Linked DNA regions of Zea mays: region 2 is linked to region 1. The links are chromatin contacts, called in public Hi-C maps. All regions are on one chromosome and are shown on one strand. The core of a region is the stretch at or near the end of the contact, and the rest is flanking DNA. Distances in the headings are between cores, read along the strand shown. Region 1 holds the start of LOC100193496 (FIP1). Region 2 holds the start of LOC109940195 (LMBR1 domain-containing protein 2 homolog).

What was found. A called contact is a pair of places that touch in the nucleus more often than the background predicts.
Region 2: a contact with region 1 is called in a Hi-C map of tassel, with 2.1 times the contacts expected there. The contact joins the promoter of LOC109940195 here to the promoter of LOC100193496 in region 1. A contact is called at or near these places in 3 of 25 Hi-C or Micro-C datasets (endosperm, leaf and tassel).

Annotation. Positions count from the first base shown.
Region 1 is chr6:122,143,001-122,149,491 of Zm-B73-REFERENCE-NAM-5.0, reverse strand. LOC100193496 (FIP1) reads right to left here and starts at 4,415. Exons shown (of 4, transcript NM_001138610.1): 1 at 4,017-4,415; 2 at 3,804-3,905; 3 at 2,407-2,678; 4 at 1,241-1,796. The coding sequence starts at 4,305. The coding sequence ends at 1,608.
Region 2 is chr6:122,391,211-122,396,893 of Zm-B73-REFERENCE-NAM-5.0, reverse strand. LOC109940195 (LMBR1 domain-containing protein 2 homolog) reads left to right here and starts at 3,966. Exons shown (of 14, transcript XM_020539451.3): 1 at 3,966-4,276; 2 at 5,005-5,087; 3 at 5,660-5,683. The coding sequence starts at 4,109. It overlaps LOC118472240 (a long non-coding RNA gene), which reads right to left. Exons shown (of 3, transcript XR_004850282.1): 3 at 5,053-5,155.

The sequences.
Region 1 (6,491 bases), core at 3,166-5,665:
AGGGGGATTGAAGGGACTAAAATCTCCTGGCTCACAAACAAGCCCTAACCCAAATGGATCCACTTAGGGTTGAAAACGGATGGGTAAAATCCTGTCCTAACTCGTTAGGTTTTCCATATTTGACCCATTCGTTTCTGGATTTGCAGAAAAATCCGAAAGTGTGACGGAAACAGGAGAGGGTCTATCCCGTTATTTTTTGCGAGGTCCCGCTTTTTGGATTGAACCCGTATTTATTTCATATTTGAGGAATCCGGGATCGACCCAATATGCATTAGTGCATTAACTGAAGTCTCATATCCTTAGGTGATAAATTATAGCACAAGAGTCTATCCTAGCCACCGGCTCTCCTTGATGACAAGTAGTCTAAAGGCTTAAACAACACTGGTCATAGCTACTTATACACCATTAACAAAGCAAACAACAATAAAATATTGTATCTCTGTATCTATTTGTTTCATGTTGTTGCTATGCCGATCAATCACTAGTTAGCCATCAATATTATATGTGTTTGTATTAAATTATGAGTTTCCATTTAATGTTTCTATTTTCGTTCATTTTCGTACTTCGGTTTATCTCGTTTCGTTCCTAACTATTTCGAACTTGGTTTCGTTTTCGTACTCTGGTTTATCTTGTTTCGTTCCTAACTATTTCGAACTTGGGTCCGTTTTCGGTGTTAAAATAAGAAAACCGAAACGAGATAGAGATTTTCCCATCCATTTTCATTTCTAGATCCACTTATCATCCTAAAATCCTAAGCTTAGGCTGTTTCTAGCCGATCATGCACTGCTTTACATTATAACTGCATCATTCACAGAATAAATTTTGGATAGGAGATAAAGAAAGAAGATTGGATGGGTAAGAGCATCTCCAAAAGAATCTTCATTTTTGACTCTCTATTTAACTCTCTATTTACCTTTTCATAAAGATTATACTCTATATGTAGCATCTTCGTTCTAACAGATTATCTATCTAGTTTGACTAGTCAGGTGGCTAGCCAAATTTGGCTAGTAAGGGAGCCAATTTGGAGAGTCGGATAGCTTGGCGAGTCAAATAGCTAGTCTGTTGGAGAGTTATTTTGTTGTTAAATAGCTAAAATTTGACTTGCTAAGCCATTTAGCTAGTCTCTTAGAGATGCTCTAAGGTTAGTACACGGCAACCAGTCATGGCTACAAGCGGCTTACGCCTCATCGCCACCAAAGCTCCCATATAAATATAATGGTGTGAATGCAGAGAAACATTTAAAAATCCTGGCTCCCTTTGTCAATCGACAAAAATATAACGCATCACCAACCGCTTGTTTCTCCTCGACCTTCTGGTCCCCCTAACTTTTCTAGGCCCTTGATAATCAAGTTCCCACATTAGTTCTGCCACATTTAAATGTTTGACATGCATTCTTTCTCCACATACATCTCATGATTACAACATTGACAGGAACAACAGACATTTCTGACGCGTATGCAAGCTAGTGAGTGTACCGTGTCAAAGGCTTCAGCTAAAAGGATCTGAAACAGGAGACACTCAGAAGCTAAGGAATCCTTGCGACCCAGCCTGAACTCAAGATGTGGAAACTGATGTAACCGGAAGAAACACCATTTACCCCGGTGTCTTCACGGTTGCAACTCACGTGCGCTAGCCAAGGCTTCTTGAAGACTGGTTGCAGCCTTGTCGTACATTAGAAAACCCATGAACCAGAACTCGTGGCCTTCAATGGATACGACCTGAATGTACTTCTCCGCGGGACTTAATTTGCTTACTGAAGGATTAGCTGCTCTTAGCTGGTGAAGAGGAATGACCACCTATTTATGAAAAGTGAAGAGAACATTCTTAATTAACACAGTTCATCTTTTTAATTGAAGTCCTGCTGATATTTGAACATCAAAATGGATCAAGCAACAACTGGGACAAAAGATCCAAGTTAGGTATGACAAATTCACATGCATTTTTCTTAAGTGACAATCAGTGCTTCAGCATTCAATCCAGAGACACAGAAAGCACCATTGTTAGAGTTAGACCATGTCCTCAATAGAGAGCATAGCATCAACTTGCAGTTAACAGTGCACCTCTTTTATGATTCAAAACTAAATTTTATCATAAGTGCGTAAGGCTCACAAACTAACCAGACTGCAATTGTGTCCTTTATTGTTTATAATTTAATATATGTATATATCTTCAGAATAGAATGGAACTGAAGAGTGTCACTGTTCTCATCCTCAAATCCAATACCATTTTTACCAGCGAGCACTAAAAACATAAGTTTACCTATTCTCACGTAGTAAGTCAAATTTATAAATCTACAGGAAACTAACAATAATGATTTATAGAAACCAAACCAGTCAATGATATGATACAAAAGGAAGATCGGTTTCAATAGCGATAACTAGATGCTAAGAAGGGAGTAACCCTTGCCTTGTAGTAACTCCATTCAGTTTTATTTCCAGCTTTGTATGACAGAGGATTGTCACTGCAGAAAGCAATCTTTGCTGTAGAAATATACAAGACTCCCATGACAGGACCCGCCGATGTTGAGAGATAGCACGCAAAGCATATTTTCAGCTGCTCATCTGGAAGAACTTCGAAGGTCTGCTTAAATATTTTTTCATAGCCCCCTTCTGCTAAAACTTTAGTCCCTTGTGCTAGGCGTCCCATAGCAGCTTCAGTAAAACTAGGTCCAGTCTTGACTGTTAAGAAGAATGGCATATTGTCAGGCAAAAGGGAAACCATGTTAATAGACGTACGATATTAAGTTTATTTCCCACGTCTTTAATTGAATTTGAAGGTTGATACAGGATCTTGCGGGTTGGGTATAATTATCAGCCAAATGTCTCACTCCATATTGAAAGTTTTAATGATTTCAAGTAAATAAGATGGACGATTACGGTACCTACACACACCACTGAGGACCTTCGCCCATGATCTACAACTATAGTCAGTTTTCAGTGATTTGAAGTTTGATCTTGAAAGTCCCATTGAAGAGGTGTCAGTTTTCACAATGCAGGGGACTCCACCCTGGCTTCATCTTAAGAGGTGTCGTGCTTTGAACTTGGGTTGGATGAGAGTTCCAACGACTACCACAATTCAACTTTCTAACCGTCGACTGCAAGAAACTTGGCCATCACAAGTTCTATATAGGTATTTAGCCACAAGCCCCAATCAACTGATAACTAAAAGGTAATGGAAAATCTTACTGTTGTAAGATCTGTCCAATGTTTGCTTTTTTCCCTGCAAGGGATTTGGTCAAAGTGCAAACAAAGACAAGTTTGCATATGCACTTGTAATCATTCAGTCAATAGAGACACCATCCAGTTAAGTTCGAAGACAAGCATGTTCATCTCTCCCCACAAATGATTCAGCACACTACAGGCCACATAACATCCTACGACCGAATGTCTAAGAAAGATCAACAAGATCATCATTAAAACTGCGAACTTTTGGGTAACAGAGTTTAAAGAGTTCTTTTTAAACACAAGTAAACTTATGAAGATACTTAGCCAGCAAGGCAAAAGCATATGGAAAGCCACACCAAAATGTTACTGTACGCTTCTTTTCTTGGGCCAAAGGTTCAAATATTCTGCTTCCCCGGCTCCACAACCCCCAACATAATTCTCAAAAGGAGTCTACCACAGCTTTCATTACTTTACATTTGCAACTTCATATATGGAGATTCTTTCCTTCGATAGTTAGAAAGCTAGTGCATCCTACCAATCCGTGCACCTCAAGGAATGAATCATGCGAAGAAACCAACACAATGGACCTTTCGAAGGAAAATAGAACGTTATCACTTAGCAGGGGTGCTGAGATCTCACAGTGTTGCCACGTGTCGCGGCTGAGGCTCTCGACCATCTTGGTGGTCTCCCCCCACGACTTCCCCCACCTCGACAGCGTCTCCCTCATCGCCTCCACGGCGCCTGACAATGGGCCAGGGCATAGTGAAATCAGAAACAAAAAAAAATCCTCTAGATAAAAGAGAAATACAGCGCAAAGCTAGGTCCGACGCGTCGAACTAGCGGGGGTTTTACCTTTAGACGAGGAGGACGCGGGCCCGCGGGACACGTACTGGCTGGACTCCGCCGCAGCGGCGGCGTGCACGTGCGTCGGCGACTCGGACGTGAGCTTCTCGCTCCAGGTGACCGTCTTGGGCGCTGGTGCGGGCGGCGGGGGCGGCGGATCGACCGTCTCAGCCTCCGGCGCCGGCAGGGGCGGGGAGGGATCGGGTGCGGGGACGGCGGCGCTGACGTTGGAGTCGGCCTGCGCGGTGGAGGCGGAGGCGTCGACGGCGGGGTCCATCTCGGCGGGCTGCGGCTGCATCTGAGCTCTGAGGAATGGGGGCGCGGTGGTGGGGTCCGAGGAAACGGAAGCTGGGAGTGGGGAAGGGGAACTCGCGCGTCGCAGAGCGTGCGTGGGGTTGGCAACTGGTGTTGTGAATTGTGATGTGGGTCAACCCGTTTCAGTTCCGTGTTGAAGCAAAGTCGCAGCTCGCACGTGGCGCTTCTATTACAACGGGCAACTGCAATCCGGTTCTCGAAGCGGGCGGGGTTTGGCCTCCTTTGGGCCGTCCTCTAGATTTTAGAGGAATAAAAGTATGGGCTATTAATTTTATGTAATCTAAGTTTTCTTATTTATTTAACATATTGTTGGTGTCGATCCGAACATCAATCACTGCGATGAGAATCGACGACGGTACTCTCTGCACAGGCACGGACGTTCCGCGGCCAGGGACTGGACGGTCCGCGACCTGGCACGGGGCTCGGGTTCCATGCCTGATGAGCCGGACGGCCCGTGCCTATAGGCCGGACGGTCCGCGCGTGCGCAGGGGCGGCGAGGTTCGCTGGCGACGCCTGGATCTCGCTCCCGGGAGAGACCCTGTCGGGGAGGAGAGATCCTAGGTGTTGTCTAGGTTCGGCAGGCCGACCTAGACACCTCTAATCGACGTAGAGCTGAAGAGAAGCGGAGAATTTGGGGGATTAAAAGACTAAACTAGAACTACTCCTAAATGTACAAGATAAAATACGAATTGTATTGATTGTAGGTCGATTGTTTATGATTAATCGGTCGTATAGAGGAGGGGGGTTGGACCCGTTACAAACTAATCTCCCAAGCTAATCCCGCGAATTTAGCTAACAACTGTACCAAGAAACTCGGAACTCTAATTAACTCTACGCGCGCGCGGATCGTCCGCACCACCAGTGCGGACCGTCCGGCCCCTCATTTTGGTGCTCAACAGGATATAGACACCAGATATCCTAATATGAAGGATTTTAGATTGACTGTTAGACAATATGCTATAAACAAAGAATTTGAGTTGGGTATCCAGATTAGGTTGCAAGATGAACACAAGTGCACGATTGGCTATGACACGGTCTAGAAAGGAAAGGAGAAGGCATTGGATGAACTACATGGTTCATGGGAAGAGAGTTTTCAACTGTTGTAAAAATAGAGGGCAGAGGTCATGAAGAGAATACTAGATAGTGTTATTGAAATTGAATGCAAGGTGGTTAAGGGCAAGGATTATTTCCACCGTTTTTGTGCGCTTGGTCCTTGCACTGAAGGTTTTTGGAGAGGTTGTAGACCATGGCTTGGTGTTGATGCAACTACACTAAATGGCAGGTGGAATGGTCATTTAGCTGCTGCAACTGGTGTTGATGGTCACAATTGGATGTACCCAGTTGCATATGGATTTATGGACTCAGAAACAAAAGACAATTGGAAATGGTGGATGAGTCAGCTACATAAGGTTGTAGGAGATCTTCCTAAACTTTCTATTTGTTCACATGCTTACAAAGGATTGCTAAATGCAGTGCGAGATGTGTTTCTAGAAGCCGACCGAAGAGAATGCTTTCGACATTTGATGCAAAATTTTGTTAAGAGATTTTTGGGTGAAAGTGGTGGACACATGTGGCCGGCAGCTAGGGCATATGACAGAGATGTTTATGAGAGCCACATGACTGAAGTTTATGCAGCATTCTCTAGTGTTAAGAGCTGGTTGGAAACACATCACAAGCTGAAGTGGCAGATATCTAACTTTGATCCTGACATCAAGTGTGATTATGTAACAAGCAATGTGGCTGAAATTTTAACAATTGGATCAAAGATATAAAGGATTTGCCTGTTTGCGAGTTGGCGAACAAGATAAGAGAGATGATAATGATTCTCTCTTACAAGAGGAGAAAAAATGGAGAAAGATTGTATGGAAGGATACTACCAGTAGTCCTACAAATTTTGAATGCTAGAACTAGATGTCTAGGACACTTAACTGTTATCAAAGGTGATAACTATGCTGCTGAGGTGTGGGACAATTACAACCAGAGGTTTGTGGTTAAAGCATATTTGCATGAGTGCTCTTGTTGTTAGTGGCAACACACTGGCAAGCCTTGTCAACATGCTTTGTCATTGATAACAGCCCAACAAGTTAGAAACGTGAGGATAGAGGACTTTATTCATGATTACTACTGTGTGGACAAGTTTAAGAAAGGCATATGCTAGAGAGATAGAAC
Region 2 (5,683 bases), core at 2,717-5,216, 250 kb before region 1:
AAACGACTCTCCGAATGTTAATTTAGAGAATGGAATTAGAAAAAAAAAAGACTCTAGGAGATATTCTCAAAACAAATCAAGAGTGTTTCAAAAACTTATTGATTCCTTGTAGTTGATCAGATTTAACCGCATACACCGGTTCAAACCACAGGAGCACCATGGACACAACCAGCTGTTATGATTAGCATGTGACGAGTAACGGAGACGACTACTTTTGCAGAACACATGGGGCTCCATCTGATTATCTAGAACAAGCCACGTCGTCTAACTTTTCAGGCGAGAAAGTGTGTCATCATGTGCATTGTTGGCTTGTCGTGGACGCGTCTTATCTTAGATCATCGTATGTGTTGACATTATGTCATGTTGTGTTTATTTGTCTGCAAGGTAGATGCAAAACCATCCATTTTAAGAGCATTTCTCTACATCCGCCCATGCGTTTGATTTGTATGATTGTATCCCACCGGCCATGCTCGCGCAGTCGCGCAGGCCTAGCCCCCCGGGCGCAGGCGCGCAGCCAACCAATCGGGTGGATGATCATCAATGGCTGTTGTTGACGCTTTTTTGGAGCGTCAATTACTCAAGAAGAACCGGCGGCGGTGCTCTCTGGTCAGGTGCGGACGGTCCGCGGTCTGGGGCCGGACGGTCCGCAGGCGCGCAGCCAACCAATCGGGTGGATGATCATCAATGGCTGTATTCCTTGCTTGCTCCTTGGCCGCCAATTCAAAAGTAGGACGGGAAAAACGCTCACGAATACGCTGATTTCACCACGCGCGGGAGGTGGTTTGTCTGCGCGCGGGAGGTTTTAGCAGACCAGCTATTTCTTTTTAATTGCCTGCAACATCGCCACTAGAGGAGCTAGACAATGCTTTGCGATTTTATGAGCCGAATGCTTAGCATATTCTTTTACGAAGAGAAGCTAATGACAGAAAATCTGTCGATGTATGTATTAACAGAAAAAGGAAGTCGACCTACATATAAATTGAAACCATAGGCTTTTTTTAATGAACTCTCATGTAACCATATTAGTTTGTATTAATATAACTAGCCAGTTGATCGTGCTGCTTTGGTACGGTTTTTGTATCACATAAATAGTTTGTAACCGTGTTCGACTATATGGAGCAGCTCCGTGTGGTGTAGGTCGGCAGTGCCATACTTGACGACCTCGCGATCAACAATGTCGTCGTCGTCTCCAAGTCCTCGCTCATTCTCCGGCTGCGCTCGATCTCCTCTCTTCCCCAACCCCGGCCCCTTTACAGCGCTCCGATGTCGTCACTGACGCCGATCTGAGCTTGACCCGCTGGCACCGCTGACGTGACGCGAATCCACGAAGCACGTCTTCCACTACTATAGATCGCTTTCACACGAAAAGGTGGGATAGCAGACGCACAATGAATTGCCAATAATAACGTGTGTGAGCATCGTTCGCTATTTTAGCGAACCCTTTACAGTTCATTGCTGGCAGACACTTTGATCTCTACATTTAGCGTACAGGAGGCTATACGGTCTATTGTTGGAGACAACCTTAAGCCCGTCTATTGCTCTCGAGTTCCTCTAAAATTTAAAACAGTATAATGTAGAAGGAGCTAATACGTAAAAATAGGCCATTTTGATGTGGCATACTTGTGAGGCTTACCGAAAATTATGTTGAGGATCTTAATTGGTGATCTTTCTTTATTTAATACTCATAATTGACATTCAAACATCTGATTTGAAACTAAACTTTAGTTAAGGCTATCCCTAGCAGATCTCCCTTCTCATCCCCTATTTTAAACTTCACTCTGCAAACAGTGTCAAACAATGTTATCTATAGTTTCATGTCCCCTATTTTACACTACCCGTTAGAGGTAGTCTAAGAGAACCAAACACCTCCAAGGTACTAAAACAATGTAACAGTGGATTGTGCGTTGTTAGGGATGGCAATGGATACGAGTATGGGTAAATAACTATATGTACTTATCATTGGATAAGGGTATGGTGAAATTTTATATCCGCGGGTATGTGTATGAATATAATAAGGTATATGCGGGTAATTTTTTCGCGGGTGTGGATATCTAGTATCCATACCCATTACCCGATGGGTACCTGACATGTGGGTCATCCAATTTCAATACACAATCCTGAATTTCCATTTAACAATTTTCATCCACGGCATGTTGTTTGATGATGAAATTGTTGTTTGATGTCACTTGAATAAAATTTTGAATTATGATAAAATTGTTGTTTGGTGCTCAATGCTAAAATTGTAGTGAGCGGGCGAGTAAGGAGTATTCCTTGGTAGCGGATACCCGATAGGTACGAGTATGAGTACAGATCCATACCCACAAGCGTATATGGGTATATATATATATGGATTGAGTTTTGTCTCGCGGGTATGAATTCACGAACCATATATCGTCATCGACAAGATTGAACGCTACAAAGTGAGTCTGGTTGATGGGAGTTGTAACAGAACCATCAGTGACCAGTGGAGGCTGAGGTGTGCCACTACGGGTACCAGTAGCCTATTATTCGTGGTAACTCTACGGTTCAAGGGGAAAGGTGAGGGGAGGGGTCGACGACGACAACGCGAAGGAGCCGGTGACCACGGCGGCACAAGTGATGGGGAGACATGGTGTTACTATTTGTGTGACTGGTGAGGGTGAAATGATGGTCTAAATAACATTGGCTATTGGATTTGAGTAAGTAAGAGAGAGGAAGATTATCTAACGATCTGAACCGTTGGTCTTGAGAGTATCGCTCGATGGATTTAGAGAGGGTTATGGATGTAGGAGTGATTTGGTCATATGGATTTTATAAGAATTTGAGAGTGTTGTTTGATGGATTTAGGAAATGTTATGGGTGTAGGAGTGATTTGACAGGATGGGTTTTATTATAAAGTTAAAGCTGGTGGGTTATACAAGGAGTATAGTCGTATAGACTTGGTGAGACTCTGTCTCCTGCTTGCTTTTCTGTTTGAGTTCTGATGGGCCTCGGCCTCTTTTAATATTCAGAGACCTGGTTTGAAGCAAGATACTACTGATTTTGCCTGGTGGGCCGGACGGGCGGTGGACGGTCTCCATTTGCCAAGCTGCTTGTACAGTTGTACTCGCAGAACTTGCTTCATGACCATGAGCACAAGCTAGCAACATGCAACATTGCAGTTGCAGATATATAGTACATATTTTTTTTTGGAAAGGGCGGTTGCAGGTTGTAGCTACTGAGATAAAGGATTTTTTTATAATGACCGCTATTAGCAAAAACAGTTGACCGAACGAAGTGGTCGACGTCCCCTTCCGGTCGACAACATTTCTGAAGCATGCATGAATCTGCTTGTTAAATTATTGGGTGCGACCAAGTAGCTCGTGTGTACATGCGCGTTTACGGGTATATGTAAGGTGCATGCGTTTCTTTGTCCTTTTGACACAGTCCTTAGTTCTGCGCCGAAACTTTTACGCTATCATCACTGTCATGGTCTCTATAAGAAGTCATAAAAATAGATAAAGCTACTATACAATCAAGTTTTCCGTATAGTATAGTCACGCCGTATATAATTAAACTATCAGAAATTATAAAAAAGAACTCAAAAAACCCATAGATATGCAGTATTATTCACTCTATTTTTCTTTAATATATGTTTTGATTTACGATGAATTAGAATCTAAAAAAGACATGGTTATTTTACGAAGCATGATTGGATCCGGACCCCCATGCATTCACATTCACTTACGCGCCGATGTGGCATCATCCGATCATCGGTGGCGGCGGCGATCAGGTCTGGAGCTCGGAGTCGGACGCGGTCCTGGTCGTCCCAACTCCAACTCCATGCAGCGCTTACGTGAAAGGCGAAGCCGACAAGAAAGAGACGAGAGCTCGAATCACCGGGCTCCACCTCCATGACACGTGAGCAGCTGAACCGGTCCGGTCCCGCCCGGTCCCGGCCCCAGCAGCTTCGCCACCCACCCACCACGACACCACACCTCAGTCCTCCTCACACAAAAACGCCAAACATTTTAAAGCCCCCGCCTCCTTCCCCGCGGAACCAATTCATCCCCCCTCTTCTGTCCAGTCCATTCCCCCATTCTCTTCTCTTCACGATTCCGCGGGCGCGGAAGCCCGAAGCGGCGGAGAGATGTGGGTGTTCTACATGATATCGCTGCCGCTGACGGTGGGGATGGTGGCGGCGACGCTGCGCTACTTCGCGGGCCCCGCCGTGCCGGCCCACGTCCTCGCCGTCGTCGGCTACGCATGGCTCTCCTCCCTCTCCTTCGTTGTCCTCGTCCCTACTGACATCTGGACGGTGCGCCTCCCTCCCGCCGTGCTGCTAGAGTGCAGAGTGTGCTAATGCTGTGCCTGTGCGTCGCCGCGACCTCTCCGCCGCTCCGCTTAGTGCGCGCGCTATCACTATTCACTAATTAACAGAGATCATTTGCGCGTACAGCCGGGTTACCAGTAAACTGTGCTGGTTGCGTTGCGCGGTCGTGCGACTGCGGGAGATGGGAGCCGTTTTGGTTAGGACACTGGTAATGTAGCGTCAGAATCGGAGTTTGGATGAACCATATCCATTTCTGAACCTGTTGCTAGTTTACTAAGAAATGATTTAAACTGGATTAACTTATGAATAATGGTGGTTCGATAGCGTACCCAGTAGTCTGGTAGGTAATAGTCTCGATGCCAAGGTACTGAAGGTAGGAATTCGTGGAAACTGTCACAATCAAGAAAGTGATTGGGGTTAGATGGCGATCTGAAATCGTCAAATTGGCATTGGGCTGGTTCTATGACTCGTCAACGGAGTTTGTTGTTGAAATTTAAGCACACCATCAACATCGATAAAGCAAGTAGGTTTTTTATCGTCGCTGTTTGGAAATGGTCTTTAGTAATATAATAATAATAATTGCAGATGAAAAGACCATCAAGATCAAGGTGTTGTTACTTGTTACGCTATGAGCGCGATGTGCGCTGGGTCTGCGGCGTAGTCTGCTTTCATTCCGTTGGCCTGACCCGTTATGCCATTTTTCTGACTCGCAGGCAATTTCTGGCAACGGCAATCAGAAGAGTGACGTCGGGTTCTTTTGGAGCTGGTCGTATTGGAGCACGTTTATCCTAGCATGGTATGCCAGTGACCGACCACAAAGGCTCGTGTTCTGTTAATCGTCCTTCTGGTTGCAGATTTGCAGCGCTGCAAGATTTCGAACGGCATTAGTGATGTTCTCTGTGTTTCTAATAATGAGCTCAAAACATGACATGTCCTTTGCATAATGTTAATGCAGTGTGAAACTTCTGCATAAGCATTGAACTTTTAACTGACCAGTTGGTCAGCGTTCTTTTCTTGAGAAAAAATTGGTCAACGTCTACTGAATATTTTTTTCTCTCAACTAGATAAATTGGATCCTTTGAGATGGTCGCTTGTCCTGCATTCTACAAGTAGTACTATCTATGAACAATATGATCAAATCCTGACATCCAGATCGGCATTGCTGTTTTCATTATCAGGATACCATATTTATGATGAGCTCTCACTGACATAAGAGCAGTTCTTACTGGCCTTCCTAGTTGCTTTCTTCTTATGAATTGCTTACTTTTTTTCAGTTCTCTAGGTTCACAGTTATTAGGTCGTTTATTAACATGTGCATTTTTGCAGTACTGTCATTTGAAAATTCTATCAATCTATCTATCTGAACAGGTCTATAGTTCCCACTCTTCAGGG